Regions from separate parts of the Mus musculus genome. Here region 1 is linked to region 2. A link is a contact called in public Hi-C data. All regions are on one chromosome and are shown on one strand. Each heading gives the region's core, a stretch centred on a gene start, on an enhancer-like site or on the middle of the called end of the contact. The rest is flanking DNA. Distances are from core to core; before and after follow the strand shown. Region 1 overlaps Gm40918 (a long non-coding RNA gene). Region 2 holds the start of AI463229 (a long non-coding RNA gene).

The links. Hi-C and Micro-C count contacts between places; a contact is called where the count stands out from the background.
Region 1: a contact with region 2 is called in a Hi-C map of liver, with 1.6 times the contacts expected there. The contact joins the enhancer-like site here to the promoter of AI463229 in region 2. A contact is called at or near these places in 1 of 15 datasets of contacts at CTCF or cohesin (CD8 T cells), 7 of 484 Hi-C or Micro-C datasets (the HPC-5 cell line, the HPC-7 cell line, liver and 3 more) and 4 of 115 datasets of contacts at active chromatin or transcription factors (CD8 T cells, the HPC-7 cell line, embryonic stem cells and 1 more).

What each region holds. Positions count from the first base shown.
Region 1 is chr13:37,714,333-37,718,145 of GRCm38.p6, forward strand. Gm40918 (a long non-coding RNA gene) reads right to left here. Exons shown (of 3, transcript XR_873258.2): 2 at 3,221-3,311; 3 at 3,050-3,130. Among named protein-coding and RNA genes, the nearest start is that of Gm40918, 19 kb to the right of the region's middle. Within about 2 kb of position 1,614, at least 44 of the 459 cell types and tissues checked have an H3K27ac peak or open chromatin away from gene starts, as enhancers often do. A contact at or near this core is called in liver and pancreatic cancer cells, where this site is marked.
Region 2 is chr13:37,665,816-37,669,437 of GRCm38.p6, forward strand. It overlaps AI463229 (a long non-coding RNA gene), which reads right to left and starts at 1,920. Exons shown (of 3, transcript XR_382206.3): 1 at 1,683-1,920.

The DNA.
Region 1 (3,813 bases), core at 364-2,863, 48 kb after region 2:
TGGCAACTGCATCTGGACTGTCCTCTCATTTAGTTTCCAGCAGCCAACAGCTGGCCATATCCTCTGGGCTACCCATCAGGTCCCTCTGGTCTACAGGGAAGAGAAAGTAGTTCTCCAGTTACTCCACCAGTGGGATGGAAAGATGAAGAATTCCAAGCCTGCAAAGGCCAAGCTGCCCTTCCTCTGCCTCTGTTTCCCACTCCTACAACCCTCTCCCATCCGAAGTCCACTTAACCTCTGTCCTGAGGCTTCATATCCAAAGTAAAGATGGGGAAGGCCCACTTAGTACACTTTTCTTCTCACCCCACTGTGCCTCTTGCCAAAGTGAAATTAAAAAAAAAAAAAGTGAGATTACATTACCCACTGTTACAAATGTCACATATATGAAGAAGTAACAAGAGACAGAGTAGGGTCTACTAGTAGTAATGGCACTGTCCTAAATGGAGTTGCTCATCTGCTTCCTGAGATGCCTTTAAACCTAAAAGGATACAGAAAGGCTGAAATGAGTTTGGGTATGTAGGCTAGGGACAAATATCCTCCTAACTTGCAGCATGGAAAACTTCAGTCAGTTCAAAGAAAGCCACTGTGCATCCTTGGGCTAAAGAATCCAGAGGAGGAGGAAGGATGGTGGCAAGCACGACAGAGGGGTAGTGCAGAGAAAAAGGAGAACTCTGGGCAGAAGCAAAGGGTGGAAACGCCTGCCAGTGCCAAGCAAGTATCAGCCCTGACTTTGCAAAGCTGGAACTCCCAGCACTTGTTCAGCTGAAACACGTCTGGGTGCTCTGCATGGTGAATGCAGGGCAATCACCTTGTGATTCACACTGTCGGTCCACAGACAGCTTGGGCAGGAAGGAAAATCATCTAAAATCTCTGGAGGAAAAAACAAACAACCAAGAGTGCACACTCAGAGCACACAGCCAGATGAGCAAACAATAGGACGACCCAATCGTTGTCACAAACACTGTCAACCTCTGCCCCTGGAGCAGAGGGGAGCCCCCGTGGAGAGACCAAGCTCTCTGAATCACACTGCCTTCTCCAGGAGTCACGGTGTCTCACTGGATGCCCAGCCCCTGTTTATACACAAGAACTAACCCACAGGCCATGGCACCCTTTGCAGCCTGGGCCAGGTACAGTCAGAGCATGCCTGTAGTCTAGTAACCCCTGCTTGGGGGCCCAGATCCTGTGACTCCCACATACGCACACAGAATCCTGATTGCGACAGTAGGTTAAAGTTCAGAAACTGCCTGGTGCAAATGTCCCAGGGATCAGCTGCACCTTCGCTGGCAGATAACCCCAGTTAGCAGAGAAAGCACTGAGCAGTGCTTCTGAGCCATCCTTCCTTCCAGCAACCTGGCTCATGAAGGTCCCTAACCAGTCTTTCCAGTACTGATCCCCCATTACAGCTGGATTAATGGAATCTTAATTTTTTTCCCAAAATAAACAATGATTCCCATGCTCTACTGTCCAGCATCACCGTCTAACTAATTTGTAGTAAAAAATAAACCACTGGCCATCTGCTTAAAAGTAAGGGCACAGACGACTATCTCTCCTTCCAGATTGCTCTCCGAAACGGGGTTTGGGATCCACCAAGCAGACCCGAGACATATTGACTTACTGAGTCAGCCCTGAGCCCCAGTGTTGGCAAGGAGGAAATGGATTGTGAACTCTTTCTAGGGGACCTGAGCTTTGTCCTCTAATCAAAACGTTCACCGAACCAGAATCTTTAATGAAGCTCCTGTAGCAGGGGGCCCATCAAAACACACATAGGGAGGATTTGTGCCCAGGGCTAACTGATTTGGAGGAAGCAGAAATGAGACCCCCCCACCCCCACCCCAAATGAGAGCCATGCTTTCATTAGACCTAGCAACAGGTTTCAAAGGCAAAAAGCAAACCCTAGCAGCAAAGAACAAAAAATACCTTTGTTGGCCCCAAGACAACTCAGTGCGGTCCCACGTTAGGTGGAACATGACAAGAAACTCAGATTCCTGGGAGGAGTGAAGGATGACGCAATCGATGTGGGCTGTGGGTTTGGATGAGGATCATGGGACAAAGGACTTGAGTAGGATTTGAATCGGAACGGAAAGCAGCTGTGGTTTCTCAGGTCTTCACCTACCCTCTCCAGCCTGTCTCCTTACACACAGTCCCCTGGGCTATCCCACCCACAGCTTCAACTGCTACCTGCATAGCATGACTCATAAACCTTATCTCCAGACCTGCCTCTGGATCCTAGGCTCCCGGATCCAACACTGCAGTCATTTCCTTCATTGTCCCAACTAGCTACCCAAATTCACCACTCTTATCCTCTTCATCCTGGGCACCTACCAAAACGTGATGCTCAAACAACCAGACAGCCTGGGCTCTTCCCAACTTCCTCTTCCTCACACACACCCAAGACCAACTGGCTACATTGTCTAATTGTCTCCTCCCCTCTCCAGCAACCATTCCATCTTAGACCCAGGCCCTTACTATTTCTGTTACCTTTTACCCAGTCTCCCAGACTCTAGCCTTGGTGCCCTGTCATAGCAGGTGGGTCTTGTTAAGCCAGCCTTCTGCAGAAGGCACCTGTGCTCCTGAATTGCACATGAAACCCTCTGTCTCAAACAGATCTGCAAACAAAAAGGCCAAGGCTTTGCCCCCAAGGCCCTGAGCTTTTTGTTTGTGGAGCATTTTTAAATGAGGACTTTAAGAGTTCACCATGTTCTTAGCAAGACTAGTTAAGAGGTGAAGCTGCCAGATGGTGTGTGTTGTAAATGACACCCATAGATAGGCCACCCAGTAACACCTGATGTGGAATACCACCCTCGGGCACCCTGCTTCCTGCTCCTGCTTCCTGCTCCTGCTTCTACTCACCAGTAACTGACTTTGGCTCTCCTCAGGAGACTTTCAAGATGAAGCCTATGGTACTTCTAGCCTCCAGCTTAGAGTTCCACTCAGGTTTGGACCATTTGAGGGCAACTGAATGGATACCCCCTCCACCACCACCACCCTCCCATGACCCCACCCCTACCCCCACCCCCGACTTCGGTGTCTAGACTTCTGATCTCCTGGTGATACTAATGCTCCACCTGAAGTAATTTTGTTCCTCGGGGTATATTTGGCGATATGTGTTGACATTTTTCATGGGCAAAACCTGTTGGGGGAAGATTTGCTAATATTAGAACTCAGTGAGTAGAGGTCAAAAAGGCTGTGAACATGCAAAAATGCAAGGAACAGGACTCACCACACAGGGCTGCATAGCCCAAAACGTCCAGTGCTAAGCCTGAGCCTCCTGAGCTTAGGCTTCCCCCACGCCTGCAACAGTTCTCCTTCCTCTGTGAAAGAAAGGAGAGCAGCCACTACCTCTGGTCCTGGGCTCTTTGGGTGATTATTATGTCACTATGACTGCTGAGCCCCTTATTTAAGCTCCTTAAAGGTCATTGGTGTCCCCTTATGAGACTACACTATTCCAAGCCATAAGGTCTCAATGACTACCATGTAAGGAGAAAAGTCACTGAATTTGATCACAGCCAGGAAGTCCATCTGAGAATGTTGCCCATTCTCATGGTTTTTATTGACACAACCATTAGTGAAATGTAACCTAGAATCAGCTACAAAGAGGAAGCCTCGGTTGAAGGCTTGCCTCAATCAGATTAGCATGAAGCCATGTCTGTGAGAGATTGTCTTTATTGATGGTTGATGCAGATGGGCCCAGACCACTGTGGGCAGCAGCATCCCTAGATAGTTGGGTCTTGGCTGATGAAGAAAGCTGACTGCACACCAGCTAGAGAGGCAGCTAGCAAGCAACATTCTCACATGCCTTCTGCTTCAAGCCCT
Region 2 (3,622 bases), core at 670-3,169:
ACCAGAAGCTCACCCTAGGCTCACATTTGCTAGCTCCCAATGGTTAGAACCATAAGGGCACCCATCTTAAGACTTCCTGAAATATGGCCAAGAAAATGAGTCAACAGATAAAGGAGCTTGCCACCAAGGTCTGAAGACCCAAGTTCAATTCCCAGGACCCACCCTCGGGGTAGAGCAAGGGAACTAACTCCCACAAGTTGTCCTCTGACATTTGTCCTGTGGCATACCACCTACACACACACACACACACACACACACACACACACACACGGAGTCATTTTCAAAGAACTCCTGAAAGAGCCCATCTTGACAGTGAGTACTGAGTCCCTCCCTGGAGAATATTGAGTGCTTTGCTAAAGACTACTACAGGCCTTCCTGGGAATATTGGGTCCATCACTGGCAAACACTGGGTATCTTGCTGGGGAGTAGCCTAAGGCTGTGGTGAGGTGGAGGACTCATGGGCACCATGGCAACCGCAATCCTCATACAGGCCCAAGTCATAAGAGAGAGAGGCCTTGGAAAGAAGCCTCCTGTCAAGAAAGAGGAATGAGGTTGACCTACCCAAGAGGTGAGAGAGCAGGTCAGGGAGTGAGGAGCTCCTAGAGAGGCCTCCAGTTCCCATGACGTCAGCCTCACCTTCCTTCCATGTTTCCTGAGTTCCCCGACACCATCAACAGATCCCATTTCTACTCCGGCTAAGGGAGTTTTTGTTCCTCGCCACCAACCCATTCTTGACGGAGATATCTTTCCACACAGCTGCTTTGTCTGCACCGCCCACTTCCCATTCTACCCTTCTGCGGGAATCTGTTTGCCCGTGACTATTGATACAGTCACACAGCACACAGAGCCTCGTTCTTCCCTTGAACAAATGCTGCCTGGCCTTGTCCCAAAGACAACAACCGGCAGCTCATGACTTAATCACACAACAGGTGAGCCGCGCCGTGCCAGCACTTACACCAACTTGTCTCTGACCCACTGGAATTCTTTGCCGGCTGGAGTTCCCCAGCAACAGTCCTGACCGTGTGGATTAATCTGTGGCACAACGAAGAAGTGTGTGGCACCTGTGGCCTCCAGCAGCGGGATGCATTCCAGCTGTAAGGGCAGAGCCCTGCGTAGGAGGAAGCACCGGCGAGAAGGGTTCCACGAGCCCTCAGAAGGGGCACATTCTGTCTCCTCTGGACAAGGGTTAACCACATTCTGAACCAAGCTCCCGTCTGCTACAAGTCAGCCTTTCTGCCTTTCGCTTTGGTAAAAGTGACCTTCCTCCAAGGTTTAGTAAGACTTTGACTAGAACCAGCCGTCTGTGGTTCTAAACTACTGCGCAGAACTGGACGTCCCAACCACGAACAGTTCTAGAGCTGTCTGTGCAGTCCTGCTCTCTGGGAATATGAAGGATTCTTGCACCTCGCTCTTTTCCCTCGCTCTTCCTCTTTCCTTCCACTCTGTTCCTATCTACATCTCTCCTCTCCTCTCCTCTCCTCTCCTCTCCTCTCCTCTCCTCTCCTCTCCTCTCCTCTCCTCTCCTCTCCTCTCCTCTCCTCTCCTCTCTCCTCTTCTCCTCTCTTCTCCTCCCCCTCCCCCTCCCTCCTTCCATCTTTCTTTTCTTCTCTCTCTCTCCCTCCCTCCCTCCCCCTCCTTCTCCCTCCCCCCTCCCTTGTCCAGTACTCATTTCCAGCTCTCACCTCCTCAGCTTGATGAAGGGAAGTACTTGATGGCACAGAGCTCACGAGTCCTTTTGGGAACACTTCCAAACAGGACGGACACACTGTGCCGAGGACTCTGCTCTAACAAGTGACAGCTACTTTTTCCCTTTGGATAAGGCCCACGGTTCTGACAGGCTTCAGGATGCCCCCCCTGCCTGTCCTTCCTTGAAGCTTGCTCTTTCAAGGGCCACTGTTTGCAATGGAGACTGGCACTCTACCTTAGAAAGACCAAGAGCATGTTCTTTTGGTTCAATCTTTTTTTTTATTTTATTTTAATTTTTCACTTTTAACTGATTTGTTAAACCATAAGGACTGTGCACACTTATAGGGCACCATATGGTGTTTGGTACATGCACACACTTGGTAATATTTAAAATAGGATAAGCATATCCTTTTTTCTTTTTTGTGGTGCCGGAGATGATCAAGCTCACATCCTGCACTTGCTAAACCGGCCCTCAGCCCATTTCCTTATAGTGAAACCGTTCCAAATGCCTTCTTGAGAGACTTTATACAATGCACCATTGTTTCCTCTAGCCACCCTACCACCTTGCTCCTAACCAACTGTGGCTCAGGACCCATTGAGCAATGTGTGTCCTTTATGCTGATTGGTCCAGAAATGGTAGTCACCCCAAGAACGCCACTCCTCACAGGACACCTTTTCATTCAAGCCTTGCTGTTGTTTTGTTGTTTAGGTAGTGGGGAGGTCTCATGATGCAGCCCTGGTTGGCCTGGAATTCGCTAGGTAGACAAGGTTGACTTTGAACTCACAGAGCTGTCTGCCTGTCTCTTGAGTGCTGGGATTAAAGGCATGCACCACTCCACCCAGCCAGGGTGACATGTTTTAATGAAATATTAGTATTTATTTAGTGTGTATCTGATTGTATCCCCCCTTAACCATTTCTTATCCTTTAACCCAGCCTTCCTAGAAGACTTTTGTACTTTCATGTCATTTTTTTTAATGATTCCTGAGTTTAATTAGGGTTGCTTTTGTGAGCATGGGTATGGTGACTCCCCTTTCTCCAGCAGCCATTAACTGCCAATAAACCCTCATTAGAGAATGTGGCCTTATAATTGTGTACAGGGGCCACTGGAGACTAAAGATGCTGGAATCTGGTACTGTACTGGTTCTGGAATTACAGTATCTGTGAGCTGCTCACCTATGAATGCTGGGAACTGAACTGCAGTCCTCTGTAAGAGCATCAAGCAGTCTGAGTTGCTGAGCCATGCCTCCAGCCCTAACGTCGTCCTTCTATGAAGAACCCAACCCCCAGTGATGGCTTTAATCCACTCATGATGGTGGTTCCTCCATGGCTTTCTATTTGGCCTCACCTCCCATCATGATTTTATTGGAAATGAGTTTTCATCTAGCATGTGACCTCTGGGGGTGGGGGGTGCATTCAAATCATGACACTTGTCATACTTCATTTTCAAAGGATCAAATTGGGTCCTGCTACCAAAGGGAGTGAGAAGCCACAGGCACACTTAGCCTCAGTGGCTCATTGCCCAAGTACCACTCTGCCTCTCTTCTTACCTTCCGCATCCTTGAACTATGCAACAATCCCTGGTTCGTAAATACACTAATTACTTTGTTCATCTTGTATGCTTCACAGAGTTCCCTCTGTGATGGTAAGGTTGCCTTTGTCAGTTTTGGTTACAGACTTCTTTTACTAAATAAATTCACTGTCTTTATGATGAAAATATCTACAAGAAAAAAAATTTTTAAAACCGTAGGTAGGTTAGCTTTTCATTACTAAACATGTGTTGAAAATAAACAGCCATAAGGAAAAAGAGTTTTGCTTTAATAAGTTCTAGAAGTTTCACTCTGTGACTGATTAGCCACACAGGACATCATGATGGAAACAAGTGAAAAAGAGAGAAAGGAGGACCAGGGACACACTATCCTGGTCAGGGACATACGC